2 separate regions of the Mus musculus genome follow, and region 2 is linked to region 1. Evidence: chromatin contacts called from public HiChIP or PLAC-seq data. All regions are on one chromosome and are shown on one strand. Each heading gives the region's core, a stretch centred on a gene start, on an enhancer-like site or on the middle of the called end of the contact. The rest is flanking DNA. Distances are from core to core; before and after follow the strand shown.

Region 1 (7,634 bases), core at 2,307-4,806:
AGAACTCTGTCAACTGAACTATATTCTAGCTATCATTTTTCATTTTGAATGTCAAGAGTCCTTTCGCTACATCATTAAGTTTTTTTTAATATATTCAACGTTAGCTCAATATTCTATTTTTGTAAGTCTTTGTAGCTACTCTCATTGGATGCTTCAGCAATGTCTGAATGCATTGCTTCTATGAGTGATGCTAAATTGAACATCTTATACTAAAACCTTTGAGGGCATCTGGCCATTCTGTGGGGAGATGGTTCTGAATCTATGGCATAGTTGGTGTGGTTCTTGGGTATTGGCCAATTTCATGCCCACCAGCAACAGGAGAAATGGTTTGTTGTTGTTTTTGCTTTGTTTTGTTTTGTTTTGTTTGTTTGTTTGTTTTCCTTCAAGACAGGATTTCTCTGTGTAGCCCTGGCTGTTCCTGGAACTTGATTAATAGACTAGGCTGGCCTTGAACTTTAGATCCTTCTGCCTGATGAGTGCTGGCCACCACCATCTGACTTTTTCCTATTTTTCTTTTTCTTTCTTTCTTCCTTTCTTTCCTTCTTTCTTTCTTTCTTTCTTTCTTTCTTTCTTTCTTTCTTTCTTTCTTTCTTTCTTCCTTCCTTCCTTCCTTCCTTCCTTCCTTCCTTCCTTCCTTCCTTCCCCCCCTCTCTCTTTCCTTCTTCCTTCCTTCCTTTCTTTATTTCTTTCTTTGTTTTTGTTTTGTTTTTATCCAGGTGAGGACTCTTTCAGCTCACCCTGTTCTCTTGAAAGATGAGCACCCATCATGTCAAAGTTTCCCTAAGACAGGTATCTACGTCCATCTCCATGAAAAGTGACCTGTGCTGACAGGGCTTTAGCCATAACAAGTTCTTCAAGAATTAGACTTTAGCAGTCACTCATGGTCATGCAAACACACTGTAATCCCAGTTCCCAGGAGGCTGAGGCAGGAGGACTACCATGAATTTGAACCTAGTTTATGTTCTATAGTGAGCATCATAGCAGAACTGTGCTCAAAAAAAAAAACAAAAAAACAAAAAAACAAAAAACAAAAAAACAAAACAAAACCAAGCTCAAGAACTAAAACTAAAATCAAACAAAACCAAAGAAGAAAAGAAAGAAAGAAAGAAACCAACCCAAACAACCAAAACCCCCAAAAATCACCACCACCACCAACACCACAAATAAAAACCTAACCAGCAAGCAAGTGAAACAAAACAAAACAAAAATCTCACAGCAAAGTTCAGAGCTTTGTATGTTGCTCGGGCATGAAACTGGTTTAGCCTTTTTGGAGGGTGGTTGAACAAGCTTGTCTCAAGCTGTAAAGTATGGCTCCTCCATAGTTTTACTTTAAAAAATGTTTGTGGCTGGGCAAGATGGCATGCTTCTTTAATTCCAGCACCAGGAAGCCAGAACAAGATGGAGTGCCCTCTGAGTTGGGGCTAGCCTTGTCTACATAGTGAGTTCTAGGCCAGCCTCATCTACAAAGTGAGTTTCAGGACAACCAGGGCTACACAAATAAAACCTGCCTAAATAACAAGACAAAACAAACAAATGAACATCAAACAACTGGAAAATATCCAGAAAGATTCTCTTGCCAACCAAGGAACATCTTTGGTTCCCTGGGCCCCTTCATCTGGGTTCTGGATAAGGTTTGGGAGTGGAGTCATCATGTTCGGGAGACTGTAAAGGTTTTGTGGAAAGACTGTTGGAACAGAGCATTGCTGTGAGGTATTGCAAGTTCTCTGTGAGAGAAGGCCGCTATATGATCCTGGATGGCAGTGGCACCTTCTTCCAGGTCTTGACCTGCCCCTGATCATTAAAAAAAAAAAAAAAAAAAAAAAAAAAAAGATTTATCTATTTTTGTTATTTCATGTGTGAGGGCATTTTGCCTGCATGTACATCTGTGCACCGTGTGCTTGCAGTGAATCCCCTGGGACTGGAGTTATAGATGATTGCGAGCCACCAGGTGGGTTCTGAGAATTGAACTCAGGTCTTCTGCAGGAGCAGCAAGTGCTCTGAGCCATTTTGCTTGGAGCCATCTCTCCAGCACCACCCACCCCTTTAAAGTATTTATTCAGCTTATTTTATTTTATGTGTGTTACCTGAATATGTTTATGTGAAAAAGAGAGTCTTTCTGGATATTTTCCATGTTGTTGTTTGTTTTGTTTTGCTTTGTTTTGTTTTGTTATCGAGTCAGGGTTTCTCTGTGTAGCCCTGGCTGTCCTGGAGCTTGCTCTGTAGACCAGGCTGGCCCTGAACTCCCTATATAGACCAAGCTAGCTTCCAACTCAGAGAGATCCATCTGCCTCTGGTGTGTGCTGAGTGCCAGAGGAAGTAGGGTCCAAGAGTACATAGGGTCCCTTGTAACTGACCCTTACAGGTCAGTTTCGAACTCTGGAATTGAACCCCAGTTCTCTGTAAGAGAAGCCAAGTGTTCTTGACTGCTGATTCATCTCTCCCGTACCTTCCCCTCATCTTTATAATAAAGCACTAAGACCTTCAGAACTCCTCAGCCATTATGAACGTCCAGTGGGGGCAGATACAGGAACATGACCCTCAGTGTAGTACTAATATAGCCCCTATGCTAGCCCTAAGCACGCATGCTTGGGCTCAAGTTTGTAGACGGTGACCAACATCTCTCCCCCGAGTCCTGAAAGGCCAGGTCAGAAAGATTCCAGGATTCATTTCCCAGGGCACACGCTATGATGCTCCTCTCACAAGCATGTTGCAGCTGGCCAGGTCATGGTGTCTTCAGATCTGGTCCTCCTTCATTCCAGATCTCTGAAAGAATGGATCCGCCACCCACAGAGCTGGGAAACAGAAACCTCAGCCTTCCCCAGACTCCTCTCCCTCTGCTACCCTCCCCATCAATCAATCAGCTAATCAATCAACCAACCACTCACTCACCGGTCCTGTCCAAGACAGCTGGACCTCATCGGCATCTACGCCCTCTCTCCAGTCTGCTGTGTGGTGCTAATTCACATCTTCATTTCTTGTCTTGGTTCTTATTACTGCTTTACGTCTGACTGGGGACGATGCAGCTGCTTATTACTGAGAGTGGTGGCATTGATATATCTCCCCCAACCCTTGGGTAAATCACAGATAACCCTGGGTTCACCATTCTTTCCAAACTGGGTTCTAAGCATCATGCTGCCATTGTCTTTGTGACTTTGGGATCAGCTTTGTCTACATGGAGAATTCAAATATTCTTTCCAACATTCTGCTCTGTTCTGACATGGTTTTTTTTTCTGAAATTTTATTTTAGAGCAGGTTTAATTTTATCAGAAAAATTGACAGGGGGTTGAGGATGTAGCTCAGTAGTTGTGTGCTTGGCTTGGATGTACCAGCCCTGGAGCCAGTCCATAGTATCTCGTAAGCCAGCAAGCCAGCAAACACCACAAGCAAAAACCATCCACCCACCCAAATGGACAATACAGAAGAAAGACTGATAAGAAGAGAGAGTTGCTATGTCTATTCCGAAGGCGGTTCTCAGATCCACCATGTCCATCTTGTGTATTATGTCAGTGAGAGCTGAAGAGCTGAAGAGCTGATGTTGGTACATTGTTACTAAGCTCATAGTTACATCAGAATGTTGTACATTCTTATGACTTGTACCCATTGTCACTGTATCATACAGAATAGTTTCACTGTCTTAAAGATACCCCTGGCTCTATCATTCAATCTCTCCCATAATCCTAGCCTGGCTTTTCACCTGTCAAAATATATTCCTTTAGGGTAGATTTATATCGATCATATATGTAGATGCTACTAACTTCTAGAGCCCACCCCATACCTTCATATCATCCCCGTGCAGAGTACAATCTCTCCCTTTCTTCTTCTATTCCTCCCTCCCTCCCCACTCCTTTCACACGCACCAACTCTGACATAGCAATGAGGCTCACTTAGTCCGGTGACTTCCTTAAGACCACACAGCTAGCAAGAGCAGGAACTGAGATTAGAATCTAGGCCTGGCTTAAACTTGCTGTCAGATCTCTTAAAGTCACTGGCCCCGTTCTCCGTCTTCTGTCCTGGTCTGGATTTGGGGACCGAATTAAAAGTCTGTTTTCAGTTTATAGCTGAATCTTTCAGAACCAGGAGCTGAAATAGCAGATCCCTGATATAAACGGAGATGGAGAGAAAAATACAGTGCTTTTGGAATACTAATGAACGGCTAGCTGGAGGGTTCAAAGTGGGAAGACATGAGCAGCTCTGGGCCGTGTGCAAGGAGAGATACGTAATGTGCATGTGCCTCAGACTATCCAGGCCCAGGCTCTTAGTCGACTTGTACATTCTCACTAAAGGACCTGAGGTGTGCCGTCTGCTCCAGCCCCACCACAGCCAGGGCCCTATTAGGAAGAAAACAGCTCCTTTCATACTTGTCTGAAGAAGATTGGAGAGGCTGAGAAAGGCTCACCCCCCTGCTCGACTCCCCTGGAGTCAGGCCAGGCCTGAGAGTTATCACGGGTGTATACTTGATGGCGGTGCCGCGTCTCCGAGCACACCACAAGAAGCGTAGCTCTCCTCTCTGCTAATGCAATTTATATGTCTGAGCATGAACAGAGGATTTGTGAGCCTTCCAGGTGCTGGCTTCGGAAATTACCACGGCAGGCTGGGGCTGCTCCACAGAGACCTGGGGTCTTACAGGACTGGAGGGGAGTGATTTTGACTGTGCTGAGCCTCGTCCTGGGAGGGAGGAAGGGTCTCATTGCCCATCTCCATCAATGCCCCTCTCCCAGGCCCTTCCGTCCACGTATTTATTCACGTATCTGATTTCTTTTTTAGAGACTCAATGTTGCCACGTTGCTGGCCTCCAACTCACTTCCCTCCCGACTGATAAATGCTGTGGTTACAAGTGTGAGGTATCATATCTGGCTCCTGGGACCCCTTTAAAATGTGGTTAGTCTGCTGGGCAAGATGGTGCACTGGGGAGGTTGAGGCAGAAGGACTGTGCGTTTTAGGCTAACCTGGGCTATACGTTAAAATCATATCAAGCAAGCAAACAAGCAGGCTTACAGCTCACTTTGTCTAACCATAAACTAAAAGACCATTCGTTGGGATATATTGCATTTCATTGAATCATCTAGGGCTGGAAATGCTGCTCAATCGCAGAACACTTACCTATCACATGCAAAAAAAAAAAAAAAAAAAAAAAAAAACAAACCCTGTGTCCAATCTTCAGCATCACAACCAGCCAATCAACCGGCTAACAAAGACACACCCATAGCTCACACTTGTAGTCCCAGTCCCCAGGCATCAGAGACCGGAGGATCCAGAGTTCAACATCAATCTGCGATATAAGGGGATCCTGTCTCAAAAGTAAGCCAACCAAAGGAGTAGCCAGGGAGGCTGGGGCCGAAGCTCGGTGGCAGGGCATTTGCCTAGCACATAGGAGGCCCCAAACTCCCACCCCAAACAGCCAAGTAGACTTGCTGCCTGAACAATGAACACTAGAGAGCGAACACAACAGGCTCCTTTTCCAGAGTTTGCTGAGGAGAGAGTGAGAGCCTTTTTTTCAGACTTAGATTCGTGTCTAGACTTGGGCCCTCATGAGCTTGTGTGACGTGTGTTTTAAAAATCTCTGAGCCCCACTCTTTCTTCGGGACATTAAGGGGAATACAACTGTGCCTCACGTCTGCTTCACCTCCCCGAGCCTGTCTGCCGGCATGTAGACATTTGTAGTGAATATTCTTAGTGACCCAGGGAGACTCTTCTGACTGTCCTATTTGAGACAGGGTCTTATTATTAGGTCTGGCTGTCTTGGAACTCACTGTGTAGTCTAGACTGTCCCTGAACTCACAGAGATCTGCCTGCCTCTGCCTTTTGTGTGCTGGGATTAAAGGCATTCTCCATTACACCTGGCAGAACAAGAAACACTTTAGAAGAATCCGTTGTGACTTAAGAGCTCAGCGGCCGCTGGTGTCTTTCTTACTGTCCTCTGAGCCTGCCTAGAAAGATTCCTTAATTTTGAGACGAGATTTTATACAGTCCACACTGGCTTTGAACTCCTGACCCTTTTGTTTCCACCTCCTGAGTGATAGAATTGCTGTCACTGTGCCAGGCTTAGGAAGTGCTGGGGATCGAACCTAGATCCTCACGCACGACAGGCAAGCACCCTGCTTGCTGAGCTACAACCCCAACTCTGAAAAAAAAAAAAAAAAAAAAGCTTTTTTTTTGAAATCCATTCTGACCATGTCATTTCCTGCTTAGAAAATCCCTATTATGGCCCTTAGCCTGTAAGAGCAAACCTAACTCGACTGACACCCACCCTTCCAGGCTTGCCTCCTTTTACCCTAGGCCCTACCCTGTGGTATCTGAATCCATGGCAGCAGTTCCTGGTCTAAGTGCCTCTTGTCCATAGTCTTGTGGCTCATAACTATTCCCCCCACCCCTCCAAAGATGAGGATGGCTTTCAAAAGGCCATTTTCAAAGGAATTTTGAGGACGGCTTTCTGATCTCATTCAATTCTAAGGAAAAAAAAAACAAAACAAAACAATATTGCAAATTGCCCCCTTCATGCCTTAGGGTCTAACAGGAATCCATTTGCTGTTTCCCTATGAGCCATTGACATAGAGCGTTCGAGACATTCTATTTCTTTGTAATTTCCCTATATTGGGTTGCAAGGCTGGAAAATGATAGATGCCCGAGATTGATCAGGGTAATCGATGCTGTGTGATGTATTTACACGGGATGGATGTATCACCTGCCAGATGTGAGCGCTGGTAAAGGCTTGCTTGTTTATAAAGCCCCCGAGATCGCATTTGTATCAATGACTAATGCGTGGGTACCACACCGCTCGCTGTGCTTCAGATACGCCTGTTTATCCAACGCGACCACCTCCCTCCTTTACCTCCTCATCCATCACAGGCCTGGGCGCTCTTTCCTACACAACAAAACCAGTGCTTTATTCAGTCCTCCTCTCCGTGCCGCTATGATAGACGGAGGTGGCTTTATTTTGCATTTGCAACTGGCAAATGCCTCTCCTGTCACTTCCCCTCTAACTTGGAGCTTCTGTGATGCTGGCGCTCCGTCCTGAGGCTGTGACTTTTCATATACTAATCCTGTAATATAACCCCTGAGCCCCTCAGTCCAGCTTCGGCTGATCCTTCCAGTCCTGCGTCTTATGAAGACGCCGGCACCAGACAGGGATATTCTTGCCACTAAGAAAGAAATCCGAGCATTATACTCACAAAGGTTTTACTGAAAGATCCCTCCCTGCATAGGGCAGGATTGAATCAGCCCAACTCTGGGAAAACCTCAGAGACTGGAACAAGGGGCTCCAGAAATACTAGCAACTGCCCCTCCCCCCTCAGTGGTTTGAATGTGAGCCACGCCTCACCCCGTGCTCACGCATTGGGACATTTGGTCCGAGGTTGATGGTGCTTGTTCCAGAAGGTGGTGGAATCCAAACGAGAGGAGCCACTGAAGGAAGTGGATCACTGGGTTAAAAAACCTGAACCTTTTATACTTCATTCTCTCTCCTTTTCTTTCTTTTTTTATTTTTTTGTTTTTGTTTTGAGAGAGGGTTTCTCTGTGTAGCCCTGGCTGTCCCAGAATTCTCTCTGTAGACCAGGCTGGCCTTGAACTCTGAGATCTGCCTGCCTCTGCCTCCTGAGTGCTGGAATCAAAGGCATGTGTCCCCTTACCTGGCTCAT
Region 2 (7,634 bases), core at 1,446-3,945, 190 kb after region 1:
AGTGACCATCTGGGTGTGGTGGATCACACCTGTAATCCCGGGACTTGGGATGTGGAGACAGGAGGATAGCCATGAGTTGGAGGCCAACATGGGCTAGCTACATTGTGAGTTTCAGGACGGCCTGAGCTACAGGATGAGGACCTGTCATCAAGTAACAAAGACAAAATAATACACCGATAATGACTGTGCAACGGAATGCCTGACCAGAAGCAGACACAGATCTCCCTGGGGTTTTTAAGGAAAAAAAAAATCAATACTTCAATATGTAGATGAGCAAACACAGACAATTTCTCCAGAGAAAGATGGTGACAGACTCAAGGAAGGAGGTGTTTTCCTCCACTTTCTTTTCTGTTTTTCTTTAATCAAGAGTGAAAGACGCATTAAAACAACCTTGAGATGGCTTTATTTCAGGAAAACTACAAAAACACAGAATGCCGGGTGTGGGTGGCACTTCCAGGAGAGGTTATCTGCCCTGGAGGGGGTGGTGGGGAGGGATGGCAGTCAGATCTGCCCTGGGGGTTGGGAGAGGGATGGCAGCCTGCCCAGTGTGGACATTACCTGGGAACAACCAACATTGTGTCCCCAAAGCCAAATCAAGATAAATGATGCAGGTGTCTCACTAATGGGAATTTATTGCGTGGAAATTGTCCAGTAGCAGGAAAAAGGCACAAAACAAAGATGCTGTGAGGACCTGAGAGAGGCAGGGCAGAGGCTCAGCGCGGCCGACAGCAAAGCGAGCCAGGACACTGCCGCGTGGCACACACTCCAAAGCTCTCGAGCAGGGCTGCGTTGCGGGGTGGGGGTGGGGGGATAAGCCGTGTGGAGTAATGATTAGGGTGTATTCTTAATCCAGGGAAAGGGAACAAAAGCTCCCTCACAACGTGAGGGAAACTATACTCGCGTGTCCTTGCGGGGCTGGGGGAGTGCCTGGATGCCAGAGAGAAGCATAGAAAACAAGGATGCCAGAGAGAACAACGGGTTCTCCCACAGAGAGCTCAGAGGCTCTCCTAGGACTCAGTGTGAGACTTGCCTCTCCCTTGCAAAGATCCTAGAGAGCAGTGGTCCCTAGCATGGGTGGGCTCTGGGAAGCTAGCTGGGTAGGGGGACTTGGAATAGGTGATAGCGCCGTTGAAAAGATGTTTCTTGTGGTCAGAGCCTGTGGAGAGGGCTGGCTCCTTACGTGAGCTGGGGGCTGGAGGCATGCACGCACAGGTTGCAACAGTCACGCATGGCTGGGCACTGGGAGTCTCTGTCTCCTAGGATGGCTTGATGATGCTAACAAACTCCTGCCCATCTCAGCCCTAATTTCCACACGGCCCCAAAGGAGAAAGAGGCAAACCAGTTTATTTATGAACCATGCGAAAAGGGAAGAGAGAGAGAAGGAAGGAGAAATAAAAAGAAAACGAGGGGGAGGAGAGGGGAGGGGAGGAAGGAAGAAAGGGAGTGGGGAGGAGGGAGGAGGAGAGAAGCAGAGGGAGGGAGGAGGAAAGAGAGGCGAGCTGAGCGTAATCCCTTTGTAAACACGGGCAGAAACTTGTCTTCCTAATTGAAAAGCCCATGTGGGCCGCTTAATCCAGTCCATGTTAATGAGACCAACCACATTAAAGCAGATATCGACTGCAGCCGTCACAGGGCCGGCGGGGGGGGGGGGGGGGGGGGGGGAAGGGGACCAGAGGGAACGTCGACAAGAGTGTGGCCGGAAGAGCTCTGGTCTCAGGGACATCAGCTTGTGTGTTCAAACATCCCATGGTGCAGGCAACCCTGTTGCCTCACACAGCAGGGGCCAAAGGAGTTGAGGGGGGCACCCCCACTCCCACCCCATGACCTCTGTCCTCTTAAAAGGGACAAAGTGACTTGAAATGTTATATAATATTAAGATGGTGTGATAAAAAAAAACACTCGCTCACACAGCGTGGCAAGCACAAATGAGCTCTTGGGGTGATTTGTCTTTGGGGTGATCTGTTTGATGACTTCAAAGAAGTCGGGGCCCAAGACAGAGCTGGGCCTCTAGGTGCTGGGGGTGGGGCCGTGCTCAGCCAGTTCTTGCAAGAAAAGCTCTTTTCCTGGGCCTTGTCCTCAGTAGAAAGCCTCTGGTAGTGTATGAGATAAACAAGAGAGCCAAGACCCCAGTGACCCAGACCCCAGTCACTTGAGCCTTGTTGAGGCCTCTTCATCCCCTCACCTAGACCTCACCGACTATGAGTCGGCCTCTTCAGCCTGTCACCCTCCCCTCTGCCCTCCACACAAGCTACCAGGATGCTTTTTCTGATTCATATCTCTGCTTCTGCCATGTTCCCACGCCAACACCTTCCATGTTTTCCCGTCACCCTCTGGACGGAGCCCAGTGACATTTGTCTTCACTTAACATAGGCAGATATCGCTACACCCTAACTCTTGCCTCAGATCTCACCCCCACCCTTACCCCCGCCTCTCCAGCATATACCCAAAGCTCCTCCCTCATTCAACTCAGGCCTGGACTGTAGCTGCCACTCCCTGGCCAATAGATGTAACTCCATCATCTGGTTCAAAGGGTTCTGCAAGATCCCCACCAAGCTGTACGCCAACCATTTCCAGTTACAAAGCTTTTAACATAAATGATCTCATTTAGCTCTGGCTCTTCTTGGGGTGGTTGTTTGACTCCTGGGAAACAGGAGGTCTACGGCTCAGGAGGCGGGGACTCTGCCTTGTAGAGGCACCACTGGATAGAGGCAACGGTTCCCAGGATCTATGTAACGCCTCTTGCTTTTACAAAAGAGGAAGAGGTACAGAGACATCAGATATCTGCTTGTATCCCAAAGCTACTGGATGATGGACTAGGTGGATCTAGAGACCTCATCACCAAGCTGAGTCCACCACACCCAACAGCCAACAGGCAGCCATTGACTAGGCCCCAGGAATGGGATTTTTCTGGAACATTGTTTAGACTGTGACAGGAAGCTGCTATTAAACCAGACAATGGATGGCCCATGACTGAAGTGACTCCACAGTCCTTGATGGGGGTGTCCATGTTCTAGGAGCAGCTCTGTGGCTTTCTGTACCAGGTCTGTGATAACTAATGGGTCCTGGTGGCAGGGAAGGGCCTGAAGCCTAGAATACACCCTACAGTTCGGCTTTGGTGACATTGAGGGCTTTCAAAAGGTGCAGGGTGATCCTCCAGTAATGTCTGAAATCACCGGACAGGAGAGCAAAAGGCACTCTCGGGAATTAACTCCCGTTATTGGAGAAGTTCCCTCACAGCAGAGGTTTGCAGCCCTGTGCAGCCCAGCCTTCCATCAGTACCTTTGGTCCAAAGGGAGGGAGATGGCTTTCTATCCGAATCCCATCTATCCTGCACACAGCCGCCAGGCCTGGGGTGGCCTTCCTCGGCTTTCAAAGAAGAGATTTCTGCAATTCTGAGTGTAAGGCAGAGATCTCATCTGGCATGTGTCCAGGCTGAAGGGGTTGAAATTTCTGTTCTCCCCAGGGTAGGCTGGAAGAGCCTTGCCTTTGACAAGGCGGTAAAACATCTGTGTTTACAAGAGAGATAAGGAAGGAGCTGGCAGCGGTGGGCCTCTGCGGCTGTCTCTCAAAGGTGTTGCCTCGAAGCGCTCAGAGGAGAGATGCCCAGGAAGGAGCAGCCTGTGCCTGGCCCAGGGTGATGATCTCCTATTGCTGCCTCCTAGATTCCATTTCCCCTCTCCCACACGATGCAGATTCTGGCAGGGGGCCCAGCCTGGACTTGCTCATCTCACTCGGTGTTAGATGGACTGACTTGTCTGTGAACTTCATCCAACACTTAGCTTTCCATGATGATCAAACTCTTAACCCTGCCCTCCTGCTATTTCCCATTCTCTCAACAGTCACGTGGTGCCACGCCTCTTCAGCTCATTGCACAGCCTACCTTGACTGCCTTGGCTGCTCCTCCGGCTCTCACACTCCTTCATCCTAGCTGAATCCAGCTAAAAGTCTCCCGTGTTCCTAAGCATGGTCTTTCCCAGGCTTTTCCCACTGGCCAGATGCAACTCCCATCCTCTCCTGCCTGTCTTTCAAAAGCCACATGGATGACATCAATGTCTTTGTGTGTCTGTTTGTCTCATGGGCTCTGCCATGACGTAGCCATCAGTGGAAGGGAAACTCATCTTTAGGCATTAGTTTCCCTATCTGTGACAGGGCAGATGAGTTCTATACGTGACCTATACATTCATTTGGCGTCCCTTGTGGACTGTGAAGGGCAGCAAGCACCTCTGAAGACCCCATGGACCTAGCACATCGGCTATGAGAGACGCTAGAAAACAGATCTCTATACACTAGGTAATCCCCATGCTTCCAGCCAGCCAGGGATATCTACATGGGTCAGCTGGACATACTGCTATGAAACTCAGAAAATGCAGGGGAGTCGGAGGTCACCTCCTGGCCTGAAGCCTCCCTTGGCTGTTCGAGGGAAGGCAGGACTGTGGAAATGTGCGGTGTCTTCCTAGCAGGGTTCTGCTGTCTGTGCTCCACGTCCCTGGGTGCTGGCAGAAGAGCTGAAACGTCTCCTGTTAATTGTCAGAGTGAAACAGACAAAGAGAGGTGTAGAGAAAGCATGGTGCTCCACGCAGTCGGTCCTGTAACGGAGGAGGATGTTTTGTTCTTCCCAGAGCGGGACACACGGCTCAGCAGACCCTGCGGTTTTGCCACTGCAAACGAGGACCCTAACAACTGCCTGTCCCCTGAATAAAGGCTGGAGTTGCAGTGTAGTGGGCCGGGTGCTTGCCAAGCAGGCATCAAACACACGGACAAACACGAACGCCTTGGGTTTGTGTTCCCCAGTGCCACATAAGCTTGGCATGTCCGATGATGCAAGATCAAAAGCCAAGGTCACCCTGGGCTGCATAGTAAGCTCAAGGCCAGCCTACAGGAGACTTTGTTGTGAAAACAAACAAACACCACATCGAGCAGGCAAGCAAAAACCATGAAGGGGTTGGGGTGAAGCAAGCCACTTTATTCTCATTTACAAACTGACTCCACAGTTCAATTTCCCACCCACCGAGCACCTGTTCTCCCTTCTCCAAATCTTGAACTCCTGCAAGCTGCAGTTTCTCATTAGGACAGAGAACTCTCCTCTCAGCCCAGAGAGCCACCTGCTACAGGATTCTAGTAATAAAGATGAATAGTTATGTGCTGTGAGGAACTCACACCCCCCAGCCACAAAACCAGCCTGACATGCCAGTCCTGATCACACTGTGGGCCAGAGGGAAAGCCTCTGCGTCTCCAGGAAAAGGTCCCTCCTCACTACAGTGTAGTGTGTCAGGAATTTGGTGACATCTCCTGACTTTTAGAGGTAAAGCAAAAAAAAAAAAAAAGGGACTCAGAAGTGAAGTCACTTGTTCAAGGTCACACAGATAAGCAGTCAGATTTGGTTTCAAAATCAACTTGCTGTTTGAAAATGTGGCCTTAGGTGGAGGTCTCCCTTCAAGGTCACCCGGGTGGACTCCACTCTGGCAGGGCTAATGGACGATAAACAGAGGTCTGGGAGTGCTGGCAGAACAGAACTGAATTGCACCTGACACTTGAAGGTAGCTGATGGACAAGTGATTCACACCAGAGCCACAGTTTACATTGTCCCTGTAGTGGCTTCTGGGGAGTGGGGCAGGCAGTTAGAATATTCCAGTCCCAGCGGGAGGCACAGGGGCAGACTCTTAGAAGGAATTATTAACACCCAAGGAATTCCTTCGGAACAGTAGGGGGGAATAAAGATTCTTAAAAAAAAGGTCTAATAGCAAATTTTCTGGATTTTCCAGCTAATTTGAAGGTACCTACTTGGAACATTTTCTTGTCAGAAAAGATTTTAAAATACATTCATTCAGTGTGACATGATAATTGGGCCTGGCTGTCTGATGAATGCCTTTTATCTCTTCCTGAGCTATTGTTCAGTGGGATGGAGCCGATGGGCTGCAGGCTGCAGCCAGCACTTGGTTAAATGCACTCACAGAGCCACTTTCAATGATTCTGGTCACAGGAGACAGCGAGACGCGAGATGGAAGCTTATGTGAGCAAGTGTCCGGAAGAGGAGGACATTAAGTGGTTAGAGAGGGCATTTTCTCGAGGCACACATGAGAAGACCAGGGTCCAGGGAGCTGCCAGTGCCACTCAACATAGGGGTTGCATAGATCTGTGTCTCCTGAGCCAGACCCCAGGTCCCTGTATCCTACCTCTTGAGGGGGTCTGTGGAAAAGATGCAGCAGTGGGCAGCTTACGTCTGGGAGACACTGCCCGGTCAGTCCCCACCTACCCCTGACCTCCCCTGCACCAGAGACCCCGCCCTCTGAGCTGCACAGCAGGACTGGGTGGCCCCAAGGGCTGTGCTTTCCTGGTTGTGTGTTCTTAGCTCTGCCGCTTCATGGAAGCAGCTGTCTTTATGGGCCCTTTTTCCTCTTGCCTTTCACATTTTCCTTCCTTTAACCATTTTGTTTTTACAAAGGCAAATTTCCAGACCTGGCCACCTGACAGTCATCTCCACCTTTCTTTATCACCCCTAAGAAAGAGGGGTTTGTTTGGATTTTTTTGTTCTTCAACTTTACGCCATTTCTCCCCCATCCATGTTTTTCTGTTGAATTTGCTTCAGAAATTCTTTGTAGGAACCAAAGGCGCTTTAGAGCGTCTCGGAGCTTTCCATATGTTAATAAGGTGTTTGTAGAACTGTAGCTGGGGTTTCCTCCTTGTCAGAGCAGGGCTATCCTTCCTTTTAAGAGACAGCTTGTCCTCAAAAATGCCCTTCATTAACATTTAACGAATAGTACAGTTTCCGTTGGGATTAAGAAGTTGACATTTCCATTGTTTTTCTTAGAAAACAGCACAACATTAGCCATGCCCTCGAGGGACTGCATTTTCCACCAAAGTGAGATAACAAAGGCCTGGGCAAGGAGTCCTTACCTGGCTGGGTGTGTTGCTATTTAGACATGCGTGTCTGTCTGCGGCTCTTCCCGTGCATAATCGCATCTCTGCATCTGAATGTGTGTTTATGACATTTTACACGTGGCTGTGATTGTCTGCCAATAGGTAATTGGCTATGTATAAATCTGGGCTGGTGTGTGTGTGTGTGTGTGTGTGTGTGTGTGTGTACTATTCACAGTTGTGAATGTGTGCTGTACCTGACTGTGTTCATGCATACATTTGTCTGCATATGTTCTAGGGTGTCTATGCACATAGAGAGATGTGCAGACTTATGTGGAAGTGGGTGCTCTGGGTCTGGGAGTCTGTGTCCCCAGTGCCTGGGTGTGAGCTCCTGTGTGTACAGAAGTCTTTGTCCTGTTTGCTTAAGTGTTTGGGAGGCCCGAGGATGCCCAGCTTTGTGTTCAGAGCCCCTTATAAACATAGACCCAGCGCCCTCCGGTGGACGTTGTTGGAATGCAGCCACAAATAAAACAAACTGGCATGCTCAAAATTATGTCCGATTCAAAATAAGAGTTTCTGGTTATGTGCAGGGCAAAGCTTCTGGGGTTTTCCTTGAGAAAGGGTGTGTGTGTCCAGGCTTATGCTCCTGGATTAGGGTACACGCTCAACAGAGAATGAAGATAGCAGGCTCAACACAGGCAGCTGTCTCATGGTGACATTGTGAAGGGGCTCTTTTTCTGGGGTGGGGACAGGATCACTGGGCTTCCTCTCAGCCAGAA

What was found. HiChIP or PLAC-seq counts read pairs in DNA pulled down with a chosen protein or histone mark.
Region 2: a contact with region 1 is called in an H3K4me3 HiChIP or PLAC-seq map of the SCID.adh cell line, with 10 read pairs. The contact joins two enhancer-like sites. A contact is called at or near these places in 3 of 484 Hi-C or Micro-C datasets (the HPC-7 cell line and embryonic stem cells), 9 of 115 datasets of contacts at active chromatin or transcription factors (the SCID.adh cell line, embryonic basal ganglia, embryonic forebrain and 2 more) and 1 of 9 other capture datasets (embryonic stem cells).

What each region holds. Positions count from the first base shown.
Region 1 is chr4:45,570,530-45,578,163 of GRCm38.p6, forward strand. No RefSeq gene overlaps it. Among named protein-coding and RNA genes, the nearest start is that of Gm22055, 26 kb to the left of the region's middle. Within about 2 kb of position 3,557, at least 7 of the 459 cell types and tissues checked have an H3K27ac peak or open chromatin away from gene starts, as enhancers often do. A contact at or near this core is called in the SCID.adh cell line, where this site is marked.
Region 2 is chr4:45,764,511-45,772,144 of GRCm38.p6, forward strand. No RefSeq gene overlaps it. Among named protein-coding and RNA genes, the nearest start is that of Gm12409, 4.1 kb to the left of the region's middle. Within about 2 kb of position 2,696, at least 13 of the 459 cell types and tissues checked have an H3K27ac peak or open chromatin away from gene starts, as enhancers often do. A contact at or near this core is called in the SCID.adh cell line, where this site is marked.